2 separate regions of the Rattus norvegicus genome follow, and region 1 is linked to region 2. The links are chromatin contacts, called in public Hi-C maps. All regions are on one chromosome and are shown on one strand. Each heading gives the region's core, a stretch centred on a gene start, on an enhancer-like site or on the middle of the called end of the contact. The rest is flanking DNA. Distances are from core to core; before and after follow the strand shown.

What was found. Hi-C and Micro-C count contacts between places; a contact is called where the count stands out from the background.
Region 1: a Hi-C map of psoas muscle shows a contact between it and region 2, with 2.3 times the contacts expected there. The contact joins the promoter of Herc1 here to the enhancer-like site in region 2. A contact is called at or near these places in 3 of 12 Hi-C or Micro-C datasets (kidney, liver and psoas muscle) and 1 of 1 datasets of contacts at active chromatin or transcription factors (oligodendrocytes).

The regions. Positions count from the first base shown.
Region 1 is chr8:75,791,522-75,797,705 of GRCr8, forward strand. It overlaps Herc1 (HECT and RLD domain containing E3 ubiquitin protein ligase family member 1), which reads left to right and starts at 4,836. Exons shown (of 78, transcript NM_001420916.1): 1 at 4,836-4,965.
Region 2 is chr8:75,729,309-75,735,595 of GRCr8, forward strand. No RefSeq gene overlaps it. Among named protein-coding and RNA genes, the nearest start is that of Herc1, 64 kb to the right of the region's middle. Within about 2 kb of position 2,648, at least 3 of the 93 cell types and tissues checked have an H3K27ac peak or open chromatin away from gene starts, as enhancers often do.

The DNA.
Region 1 (6,184 bases), core at 3,586-6,085, 64 kb after region 2:
CCCTGTGTACTCTTAGGATGGTGATTTAGTCCCTGGGAGCTCTGGGTGGTCTGGTTGGTTGATATTGTTGGTCTTCCTATGGGATTGCAAACCCCTTCTACTCTTTCAATCCTTTCTCTAACTCCTCCATTGGGAACCCCGTTCTCAGGTCAATGGTTGGCTGTGAGCATCCACCTCTGTATTTGTCATGCTCTGGCAGAGCCTCTCAGGAGACAACTATATCAGGCTCCTGTCAGCATGCACTTCTTGGCATCAGCAATATTGTCTGGGTTTGGTGGCTGTATATGGTGTGGATCCCCAAGTGGGACAGATACTGGATGGCCTTTCCTTCAGTCTCTGCTCCACAGTTCAGCTTTTTTTCTTTTCTTTTCTTTCGTCTTTCCTTTCCTTCCCTTTCTTTTCCTTTCCCTTCCCTCCCCTTCCCCTTCCTTCCTTCCTTCCTTTTTCTTTTTCTTTTTTTAAATATAGGATCTTGCTGTAGCCCTGATTAGCCAGAAATGATGCAGACCAGCCTGGCCTCAAACCTGCAGCAGATCCTCCTGCCTCTGTCTCTGTAGTGACAACTTATAATGCACATAGAGAGATAGACTCCATTATGGGGATAGGAAACACAATTCTTGACTGTTTGTTTACTTTTTTCATGTATATGATTTGAACCCCTACTGTTCTAGCATAACACATGACTAATAATAAATGCTTGATAGGTGCAATGAATAATTATTCTTAGAGGTTTTTCCTATTTTGTGGAGCTATCATTCCAAACCAGGTGCTAACAGTGGTCTTGAGTTGGGGAAGCAGCTCAGTTGCAGAGTGCTTGCTCTCTGTCCATGAGGCCTTGGAACCATCCCGAACACTGTAAAAGTAAGTCAGCCAACACAGTAAGGCAAACCTATTCAGTTCCTCCTCCTATTCATCACCTTGCTGAGTAGAGGCAAGAACTCTGAGTTAGAGCACAGACACCACAAACAACACAACAAAACAGCTGGATATGGTGGCACTCACCTGTAATCCCAGCACCTGGCGATCTGAGGCAGGATTCCAAGTTTGAGGCCAGTCTAAGACACACAACCAAATTCTGTCCAAAACCAAACAAAACACAAACAAAAAACAAAACAAGAACCAAAGGCATCTATAAGTAAGTATAAATAAGCCAGAAACTAAAAAATGTCTCTTGGGCTCTCTGTTGCAGTATTACCTGGATTAGGAAGACTGGCCTAAGGGACCAAGCATGGGTAGTGGCATGTGTTCTCTCTTTATGTGTTTAAATACAAGCTGTAAAAACAAAATGTTTTTAATTATGATTTTCTCCTCCATTAATCCTATCTTCCTTCAAAACTAATAAGTGTATATAATAGCTCACATCAAAGACCCTTTTCTAATGGTTTAGAGGCTATGCATTTTATTAGGACAAAGCAGAATTCACAACCCACAACAGAGCGATTTGCTGAAGCCATTCTGGAGCTGACTTACAGATCATCCTTTGTCAGCCTTTTCTCTCCCCAGCTCTTCCCCTGTCCCTTTCTTCTTTGTACCACCCCTGCTGGGTGTTGTTATGATCTCTTCTTCCAGTTCCCCCTTAGACCAGAACCTCCTTGAGGGTAGTCAGCCGTCTGTTTAGAGCCTCACACAGTGTCTGCCCAATCATACTCCCTCAGTGGAGATGTGCTAAGTGAACGAAGAAAGATGTCTCAGATGATTTCTTATATTCTTTGACTTTTTTTTTTTGACACAGAGTCTTGCTGTCCCTTTTGCTGGCCTGGGGTTCTCTCTATAGACCAGGCTGGCCTTGAACTCACAGAAACATGCCTGCCTCTGCTTCTTGAGTTCTGTGTACCAGCACACCTGGCTTTTTGACTCTCATACTCTTGAGTAAGGAGAAAGCCCATTTACTCACAGGCTGTGGAGAGGGGAGGGTAGGTTGCATTTCTTGAGGACTCCTGTCTGTGGACTCCTGCATTGGTATGTTTCTGTTTTCAGAGTCATGGTCCAACACATTCTTAGAATCCTTTTAGCTTTTCCCTTTCCCCCATTTTTATTCTTCTCATTTTGCTTCCAACTTAGCTATAGTTTTCGTTTAAGAGCTAAGCATATCCTATAGGCAGATGCAAGATGAAACGGCATATTCTTCTGACTTTCCAGTTCCTGACTGATGAAGTACAGAATGTGCCATGAGATGGCAATGATGCCATGTGCGGGTGGGGGTGGGGGTGGGCATCGGGGTCGGGGGGTGAGTTGCCTCTCTGGTGGGGCCATTGTGTATGGCTCAGAGTGCTAACAGGACAAGGATCCATTATGATAGTGAGGCCTTGGCCCTGAGGACACATTTCCATTTTTCTAGGGAAGATCTATGTGAAATGAGGTGGTAGAGGAGGGAGGCTGATGTTGATCAGGCTTTCACAAGTGAGTTGAGCACTTGTGTTTGGAAAAAGTGTCATGGCCAAAGTAATGGTGAAAAGTAGAGTTTCCTTGCCGACATTAATTCCTAATTGTATGTGGGATGGAGAAATGGCTCAGCTGTTAGAGCACAGGCTGTTCTTTTACAGGACCCAGGTTTGATTCCCAGCACCTACCTTGTAGCCCACACAGTGGTGGGTAATACCAGTCCCCAGGGGATCTAGTGCCATCTTTTAGTCATTGTGGACACTGCATGCAGGTGACATGCAGACATGTATACAGGCAAAACACATACACAAAAAATAAAAATAAGTGAGAATTTTAAGAAGTAATTGTTTGCCGTTAGACTCAGTCATATTTAGTTCTTTGCATATGTCTCCTAGGGAGGAAGCTAAATGAAGGGCAAAGGAAGAAATTCCTTTAAAAATTTTATTATTTGTTTTTAATTATACCTATGTATATGTGTGCATATCTGTATGTGGGTATGCACATGTAAATGCAGCTGCTTGCTAAGGCCGGAGGTGTCAGATCTCTCTGGAGCTGGACAGTTGGGAGCCTCCTGATATAGGTGCTGGGAACAGAACTCAGGTCTGCAAGTCAGTGAGTGGGAGAGAGGGAGGGAAAGGAGAGGGTAGGTAAGGGGGGGAGGGGGTAGAGAGAAGGAGAGAAAGGAGAGGGGGAGAGGGAGAGGGGGAGAGAGGGGGAGACATATAGAGAGAATGAGAGCATAAGATGTCTGGATTATATAGGGAGTAGCCTCTGGAGGAAGGGCAACCCAGCCCTTGGGCTGGAAAGTTCATGTTTGGGGGCAGGGGATGACAGGTAGGAACTGAGGGATGCTGGAGAACCTGGAGGCCAGGTTTGCTTTGATATGAAAAACATGCACCTCAGTCCCTTGTCCCCAGGTCCAAAACCAAATATCTGGAACCATAAAAAGAACTAGCAACAATGACCTCACTTCATGCTAATCTGCTTCTCATATCTTGACTAGAATACACATCTTATACACAGATTATGCACCATTAGATGTTCCACTTATGGGTTATCTCATATCTATCTGAAACGTTGCATTTTTTTTTTTTTACTCCCTAGAGGAACCTTGTAATAATTAATATTCTAAATGAACAGATTAGGAACTGAGGTGGGGGGAAACCAAGTAAGTCATTCAAAGCCACATATAAAGTTTAGAGTCCAAGCTTTTGTCTTGGGCTAAATTTGTATGATACACATCTCCAATTGAACCAAAGGAGTGTATGTTGTCTCCTGCCTATGCCATATAGATATGTATTTTTCTTTTTCTTTTTGAGACAGGGTATCACTATGCAGTCCTGGCTGGTCTGCACTCAGTATGTGGACCAAACTGCCATAAATTCACAGAGATTGCCACCTCACCCAGCTGCTTATACCACGTATATGTGTATGGGTTCAGCAAAACATTTTTTTTTTTAAAAAAATTTTATTTAGACACCCTCCAACCCCCAATGTCTTTAGTCCCAGCACACTGGAGCAGAATCAGGCAAAACCTCGGAGTTCAAGGCCAGCCTGGTCTTCAGAGAGTTCCACTAATTTATGTGTAGGTAAATGCACGAGTGCAGGTTCCTGCAGAGTTCAGAAGTGAATTCACAAGTGGTTGTGGACATTCTGCCTTGGGTGCTGAGAAGTGAGATCTCTCTCCAGGAAAACCTTTTGCTGAAGGTAGCTACAACGGTGAGATTGGGAATCCTAAGTACAGAGGCATTAAACAATTTGAGCACCTACATCTATGTCAGACGTTGGGATAGATAGATGACCAAGCTAGTCCGTGTCTTCAAAGTGCAACACTGTATAGGTCAGGGTCATGATTTATACTTAAGGTCAATCCTTCGGTGTTCCTCAGACAGGGCAGAAGTTGGTCAAGTTAAACACTTGCTTGGGTGTAAACTTAACCAGTCAGAAGGTTAAGGGCAGACGGTAATGGGAGATAAAGGGAGTAGAGCTACCGTCGCACAGCCGAGATAAAGGGGTGTGGCCGGGCCCCACCTTTTCCTCACGGTCTTCGGCAGCCCCGAGGCCTCGGCAGCCCTCGGTCCTCGGATCCTCATGCGGACTGTCCCGTGCTCATCCTGGGTACATCCATTCTTGCTGGATCCTTCAGCGCCCTTTGTGAAATGTCCCTAGTTGTTAGTCCTCTAGGGCACACGTGACTCCGCGAGGACTCAGAGGTAAGATAGATGGGGCGGTAGAGTGTCCCTAGAATCCTCACGGGGAGGTTTCCCAGCCCCCAAAGTTCTCATCGCTTTCCCATTAGTGCCTAAGCTGTCATCTTCTCTCCCTTTTCCTCGCAGGTTGCCTCCCCCCACCTGCGCGAGGCCTGGAGTAGGCAGGACCAGCGCTCCTGATCTCGCGAGAGTTCCCCACAAGTCCCGCGAGACTCGCCTGCCGCTGCCGCCGCCGCCTCTTACGTCTTTCCCTTTGACAAGTCGCCGCCGCTGCAGCAAAAATATAAAGGACGCGGCTAGCGCAGCCGCTGGCCAGCCGGGTGCCGGGTGCTGGAGCCGCACCCCACCGCCGCCAGCTCCCGATCTGCTCACGGTAGGTAACACTTCCTCTTTCGCCATCTCCACCTCCCGAGTGTGCTTGGCTGACCCGACCGAGCCGCTCGGGGCCGTTCCGGGGCCGCCTGCCGAGTGGGGCTGCCGGCTCCCAGTGGATGGCAGGCGGAGGCCTGAGGAACCCCTGGTCCCTGGGAAGCCTTTTAGAAGCCGTGCCACCCGTCTGAGGGCCGAGGGGCCCGCCCCTGAATAAGCTTGCAGTCTGCGCCCCTCCGCTCCTCAGGGGTCGCGTCTGTGACCTTCTCCCCTTTATCCGCTAACGAGCGCTGCTCCCTCAGCTGGGACTGGGGCTGGGAGCGGCTCTCCGCGCTCTTTATCTTGGGGAGAGTCGCGACTCCGGTGCTTCCAGTCGCCGGCCGACTTCGGAGGTGTGGAGGTTAAGACCATGTGTCTTTTCTCGTTGTCTGTGTTTTTGGGTGGGGGCAGCTCATCCTTTCTGTAAACCTTCCTCTAAATCTCCCATCGGATAAAATAACAATTTCTAAAGCCCTTGCTACCTGGAGCGGAGACGAGGCGACAGTTGTGTTGTCTCCAGGGTAAGAGGTGGATGGTGATGATGACAGGAGCTAACCCTGGGAACCGTGATGGGTGGCAGGTTCCCGGGAGACACGAGGACAGGAGCTTAGTACTTACCTCTCTCAGGAGGTTATATAAAGATGCGATGTATGTATGTATGCATGAATGTATATATGTATGCATGTATGTATGCATATATGAATGCATGCATGCATGCATGCATGAATGCGTATGTTAGCTGTGGAGCACAGGGACAGAATCTCTATTTGCGTTAGTTTTAAAAACGCGTGTAATACTTTGAAGGTGTATATAGGTAATAAAATAAGAGTGATGAAATTCCAACGAATTAATAACCTGTCTCCAGAGGTAGCATTTCACTGATAATATTTTGGTATATTTCTAACAGACCCTTTGTTTTTTAGTAGTACTTGGCTTGTGCTTGAATGGTACCTCCTTATGGATGTTCCCAAAATGATTTGTTTTATTTGAGTCATTCCTTTGGCCCACTTGTTTAAACCCGGTTATATGTTCATTATCACTGGCTGTTCCCCGCCATCACTGTATTTCATTGCTCCTTCTTCCAAAATAATTGTTGCTCAAATAGCTTTAAAAATCAAACTTTAACATTGTTTTTTTTTGAACATAATAACCGAATATTTTTATAGGTCTGTTTGTGATGAACC
Region 2 (6,287 bases), core at 1,398-3,897:
TATATAGTATGTTCTGGAAAGGGTTACATAGAGACACCTGTTTTCAAGAAAAGAAAAAAAACAGTCTTCTAGTCTAGGCTTGCAGTATTGATCTGAAACCCTGGCCTGAGAGTCAGGCTAGGTCTCAGAGTTTGAATGACAGGTATGGCATCTTCTTGGTTGGGTTATTTTTTTCTTAAACCAAGGCATTGGGCCTCAGTTTTTCCACTTATATGATGGGGGCATGACAATGTCTTCCTCACAGGGCTTCTATGACTCTATTCAATTGTATTAGCTAATGCATGCCGGGACTTAGTGTATTGCACTCAGAAAGTGGCTTCTGTCCTAACAACTGTGCTTTAAGGATGGCCATAAGACATAATTTTATTAGTGAGTAAACTGGTGCAAATGGAAGAAGGGGGTGGGGTTCCCATAGTGTTGCTGCCTCTGCCAACCACTCTGGTGACTGCTAATGTATGATGAGCAAGACCCTTGGCGTGACATACCTCTTGCTTATGTCCTTTGGTTTTCCCCAGTGCATGCTGGGGGCTGGCTGGCCCACATCCTGAACATTCTGTGAGCCGTGGTTGATTAGGAAACCTCACTGCCCAGTTGCAAAACGCCTTCGCTTTCCACCTGTCTGGCCCCTTCAGCTGCCTACGGCCCGATGCAAAGGAGTTTTGCTAGAGAGCAGCAGCGACTGCTGTCTTCTCACCTGCCTGCCTGTGCCTCCCCAAACCCCACCCCACAGATTGTGTTCTAGCCTCGCACCAGGTCTTTATTGCCTTTAGTTCTCACAGCAATCCCGAGAAAGCTTTATCTTATGGTTCAGGAAACTAAGGCTTCGAGGGGGGAAAGCATTTGTTTTGTTTGCATTCCGAGACAAGTGCTCACTACCATAGCCTAGGCTGGCCTTGAACTTGCAACCCTCCTGCCTTGGCCTCCCCTGAGCTGGGATCCTAGGTGTGTACCATGCCCACACACTTCTGTCTTTTTTGCTTCCTAGATGTCATATAGTGAGCAGCTTCTGTCATGATGTGAGGTCTCACAAAGACCCCAAGACATCAGAGGCAGGAAACTATGGACCTAAACTTCCCAAACTGTGAGCCCAAATGACCCCTTCTTCCTTTTCTGTTGATTATCTTAGGCTTCTGTCACAGCAATGAGAAGTTGGTAGTCTGAGGACTTTTGTAGGCTCCAGCACTGCATAAACCATACATGCTGATACATGCTTGCAATCCTGGCACTCTGCAGCCAGAAGCAAGAGGACCAGGAATTCAAGGTTATCTTTTGCTACATAGTGAGTTTAGGCTAGCCTGAGCTATATTACTCTGTTTTAAAACAAAAGAAAACTAACACATCTGCATCTCCACCCCCCTGTCTCCAATGTATATGGGTGTTTTGCCTGCAAATAAGTGTGCACCATGTGCATGCAGTTCCCACAGAAGCCAGAAGAGGGCATCAGATCACCTGGACTTACTGACAGTAGTGCATACTCCAAGGATGCTGGAAGAACCCTTGTCCTCTGGAAGGACAGTCAGTTCCATTAACCACTGAGCCATCTTTCCAACCCAGGTTCTGCACCCTTGAGAAGATTTAAAAGGGAAGAGATGACTCTGATGCTAGGGGTGAGAGACCAATAGGCTCCCAGTCATCCTCTTTCAAGGGCATATGGCCAACTTGATCATTTGTTTTTCTGAGTGCCCCCAACTTCTGGCCTATCCCTGTAATTTCTTATCTATTTGGTTCTCATTCAGGGAGTGGGGGATGGGAAGAACAGGGACTGAAGTCTGCTTTCCAGGGGCAGTCTTGCTTGATGGAGCACCCCTGGGCAGCACTAGGGATACCTGACCCTCCTTGTGGGGCTGCAGCTGCTTTGGAGCTCCTTCTTCTCCATTGCCAGGTTTTTCTTTTATTCCTTGGCAGCTGAAGAAAATACACGGGGAGAGGGCAGTGAGGGCGTTACTGGGCAAAAGCGCCTGCGGCCAACCTGGATGTACTTAGTCTCATCCCCAGGATCCAAATGGTGGAAGGACAGAAATAACTTTTGCAAATTGCCCTCGGACCTCCACACATCTGCTGTAACATGCACACGTGCACACATGGACACACGAGTGCACACATACACACACACTAAATAAATTTCTTCTTCCTCAACATTTCCAAGGCTTGAACCTGCATAGCAACCAAGCTGCCTTCTCTAGTGTCAGGGGAGAGCTAAGTGATCAGTTGGTAATTCTAGGAAGAGAACTCATGTTTAGCAAGACCCTGTTATACAAAGGCATTGTTCTAACTTTATATGTACGTTCCCTGACTTGTTCCTACCACCTTTGCAGAGGAGGAAGTGGAAGGCCTTGGAAGTTATGCTGTATCAGACATGGCTAGTAGATAGTGGACCAGGGTTTGGCTCTGGACTTGGAAGTCCATGCGCTGTTACTGTAGGCTGCCTTTGAGGGGCTCCTTGGTGACAGAGTTCATGAAACTTCAGGAGTTGTGTGGCATCCTACCCACACAAGACAGTCCTGGGCATTCATTAGTGTCTACCGAGACCAACCTCAGCCAGTTTATGGGCACGGTGCCATGTTGCCCATTGTCGAGCTCATAGGCACGCCCAAAGATTATTCAGAGAAAAGCTTGGAACCTTACAAGACCATGGCCACCAGGTGGCACTGCAAGGGCTGACATCTTTTATTCCTAGATCTGAGAGCCAGCAAGATATACCGGGTTCCTAAAACAGAGGTTCAAAGGAAACGAGCAAACCAACCAACCACAGGCCAAACCCTTCAGAATCTGGTTTAATGTTTTACATAGACTTTGCGGAAATCTGCCAAGATTTTTTTTCTTAATGCTTTAATTTTCAGAGTCAGTTAAATGTCATCTATGTAATTCAGGAATTTTCGAGTATAAAACAGGAGCTGGGGTTGTAGCTTAGTGCTAGAGTACCTTCTTTGTATGCACACAGCTCTGGGTTCAGTCTCCAGTACACACACACACACACACACACACACACACACACACACACACACACACTGTATAAAAAGTATGTGGGAAAAATCAACTCTTCAAAATATTTACTGCTATTAGTTATTTGTGAATCCTTCTAAATATTACACATGTAAACATAATATAAACTCATCTCTGTATAAGATTACATATGAATATATATTTTACATAGCAATGTGTATATATAAATTCATATATATATATATATATATATATATTCCTTCTTTTAAAACAGATGGTTGCTTAAAAAAACTTGCTTTTTGGGAGACTATTAAAATGGCTCATAGGAAAAAGATACTTGCTTCCAAGTCTGATGACCCAAGTTCCATCTCCAGATCCAAATGATGCAGGGACGCCAGCCAGGCATGACGGTGCCTGCCTTTAATTCTATCACTCAGGAGAGTGCGTTACAGGCCAACCAAGGCCACATAGTGAGACCCTGACTCAAAAACAGCAACAGACTGAAATAGCAACTATGACATATGAGTGTGCATGTGTGTGTCCTTTCCTTTTAGGGAGAAGAAGATCCACCATAGTCTTCTATTCAAGACTCCCTACCATTTAAAGAAGAAAAGTTAGTGACGGTAGCCATACTTTGGTAATTTGCAAGCAGGATGAGAGATGTAGACATTAAAAAAGACAGAAAGCAAACATATTTTAAAGTAAAACAGGCCCAATTCATACATCTTTGTTTTCCAGCAAAAACCAAGGTGAAACAAGTAAAAGTGTTAACAGGCAACAGAGGCTGGTTTTATGTAGAACTGTACCCTCAGCTGTAATCCTTTTATAATTCAATTGATTTGTTTTTGTTTTTTAAGACAGGGTTTCACGTAGTGCAGGCTGGCTTTGAACTCATATGTACCAAGGCTGATCTTGGATCTTCCTGTCTCCAGCTCTCACGTGTTGAGTGTAAAAGGTGGTGCCACTGCATCCAGGTTACAGGGCGCTGGGGATCAAATCCAGGGCTCTGTGTATGCTGGGCAAGCACTCTACCAACTGGGCTTAATTTCCAGCTTGCTTGCCTTATAGTTTTGAATTATATTATTATTATTATTATTATTATTATTATTAGTGTGTGTGTGTGTGTGTGTGTGTGTGTGTGTGTGTGTAATGCAGGGTGGGGGACAATGGGTATCAAAGGACACCTTTTGGGAGTCAGCTCTTTTCTCCTACTGCTGGCTCTGGAACCTGAACTCAGGACATCAGATGTGCACCTGCTGAGCAGCTGCTTGATTTTTTTAATTGGCTAATCTCAGATTGTGGCTTTGGAGATGTTTTATACTCTGTGTCATTGGCTCTCTGAGCTTGTCATCTGTCAGTGTTTTCGGTAAGCTTTCAGATTGGTATTCTTGATTCTTGTTTGCACAGAGTGTCGGAAACCTTCAGTCATTATGCTGTCCCCGATCAGCTTTCAAGTGGCGCTGCCCATGTGACTTTTCAGAAATTACAATTGCACGATGTTTGTGATAATTACTGTGGATTCTTTCCAGAGGTTTCTCAGCACTTTGGCCTTTAGTGGACTTTGGGAACAGAGCCACAGCCTCCTGTTATCTGATGATGCCCAACTGCAGCTGCACATTTTCTAATCCCCTGGGGAGGCAGGCGTAACAGCTACTGTTCCCCAGCCATGGTGACCTGCAGGCCTTAACTCAAAGGCCTATTTGCCATGGGGTAGGATAATCCTGTTACATAGTATACATACTGGGTCACAACTTGTTTTTTCACTGAACAATATAGACATTTTTGTCAGTTTGTAAAAGCCTCATTCTTTTGGGGATTATAACACAATTATATTATTTTCCTCTTCACCTTCATTTCTCCTTTCTCTCTCTTTCTCTCTCTCTCTCTCTCTCTCTCTCTCTCTCTCACACACACACACACACACACACACACACAACCAATGCCAATAACAAAGAAAAAGAGGTCATAATTTTGAAAAGTGTGTGTGTGTGTGTGTGTGTGTGTGTGTGTGTGTTCAAATATTCCTAAATACATAAATACAACCCGGTCATTTCAGTTCATATAAGATTACTTGCGTGTAGATGTTTTTATCATTTGTTTGTTTGTTTGTTTTTTCTGAGACAGGATTTCTCTGTGTAGCCCTGGTTGTTTTGGAACTCACTCTGTAGACCAGTCTAGCCTTGAACTCACAAAGACCTGTGTGCCTCTGTTTCAGGAAATCTGGGATTAAAGGCATGCACCACCACTGTCAGGCATTTGGGTATATTTTTAAGGCTGACTACTTGGTACTGAATAACGAATTTCCATGCTCTTCTCTATGGAAGACTCTTATCCATCCTCTCGGCATCCCTTAGCAGCCTGTAGTTCTTTGTCCAGAGCTGAGGCCTTGCAGGATGTCGCCGTCCACGTTAGCATGACCCTTAGTTCGCCCTTGCTCAAGTCATGTTTGGGTAGCCATGTTGAGGAAACTTCATGGGTGAAGCTTCTGACTTTTCTAGGAGTCACATCCCACAGCAAACTTGTTTTTTTTTCTGGTTCTTACAGTCTTTCCGCTCTCTCTTCCACAATGGTCTCTGAGCTATAAGTGCAGGAGCTGTGCTGTAGGTCTATCAGTTGGGCCCGGGCTCCACAACTCTGCATTTAGATTGGTTGTGGTTTTCTGTAATGGTCTCTGTCTGTTGTAGAGAGAAATTTCCTTATGAGAGTTGAGAACAAACTGTGGAGTGGTCATTGTTGATTCTCCTCCAAGACCATGACTTCAACCTCATTCTTCATCATACCATATGTTGTTCTATTACAGAGATATAGTGTTTTGGGGTTTGCTTGTTTGTGTTTTGAGACAGGGTCTTTCCTAGGTTGGCCTGAGACTCATAGTCCACTTGCCTTAACCTCCAGAGTTCTGGAATTAGAGGTAACAGTACACCTGACTCTCTCTCTCTCTCTCTCTCTCTCTCTCTCTCTCTCTCTCTCTCTCTCTGTGTGTGTGTGTGTGTGTGTGTGTGTGTGTGTGTGTGTGTGTGTGTGTGTGCAGGTCAGAGGTCAGTGTCAGGTGACATCTATTGTCCTTCATTGTTTTGAGATGTAGTAGCTCACTGCATCTGAAGCTGACCAGTGTGGCTGAACAGGCTAGCCAGCAAGCTCCTAACACCCTCCGATCTCAGATTTCCTGGCCACAGGAGTACAAGAGTACTTACCCCTAATCGGTCTTTTAAGTGGGTGCTGGGAATCTAGAGTAAGACTCATGTATGAACCATGTTACAGACTGAGCCAGCCTCCCCACCTTGGATATCATACTTCCTCCAGATTCACAGAGGCCTGAGTATTGCCTTGTAAAAGACCCTAAT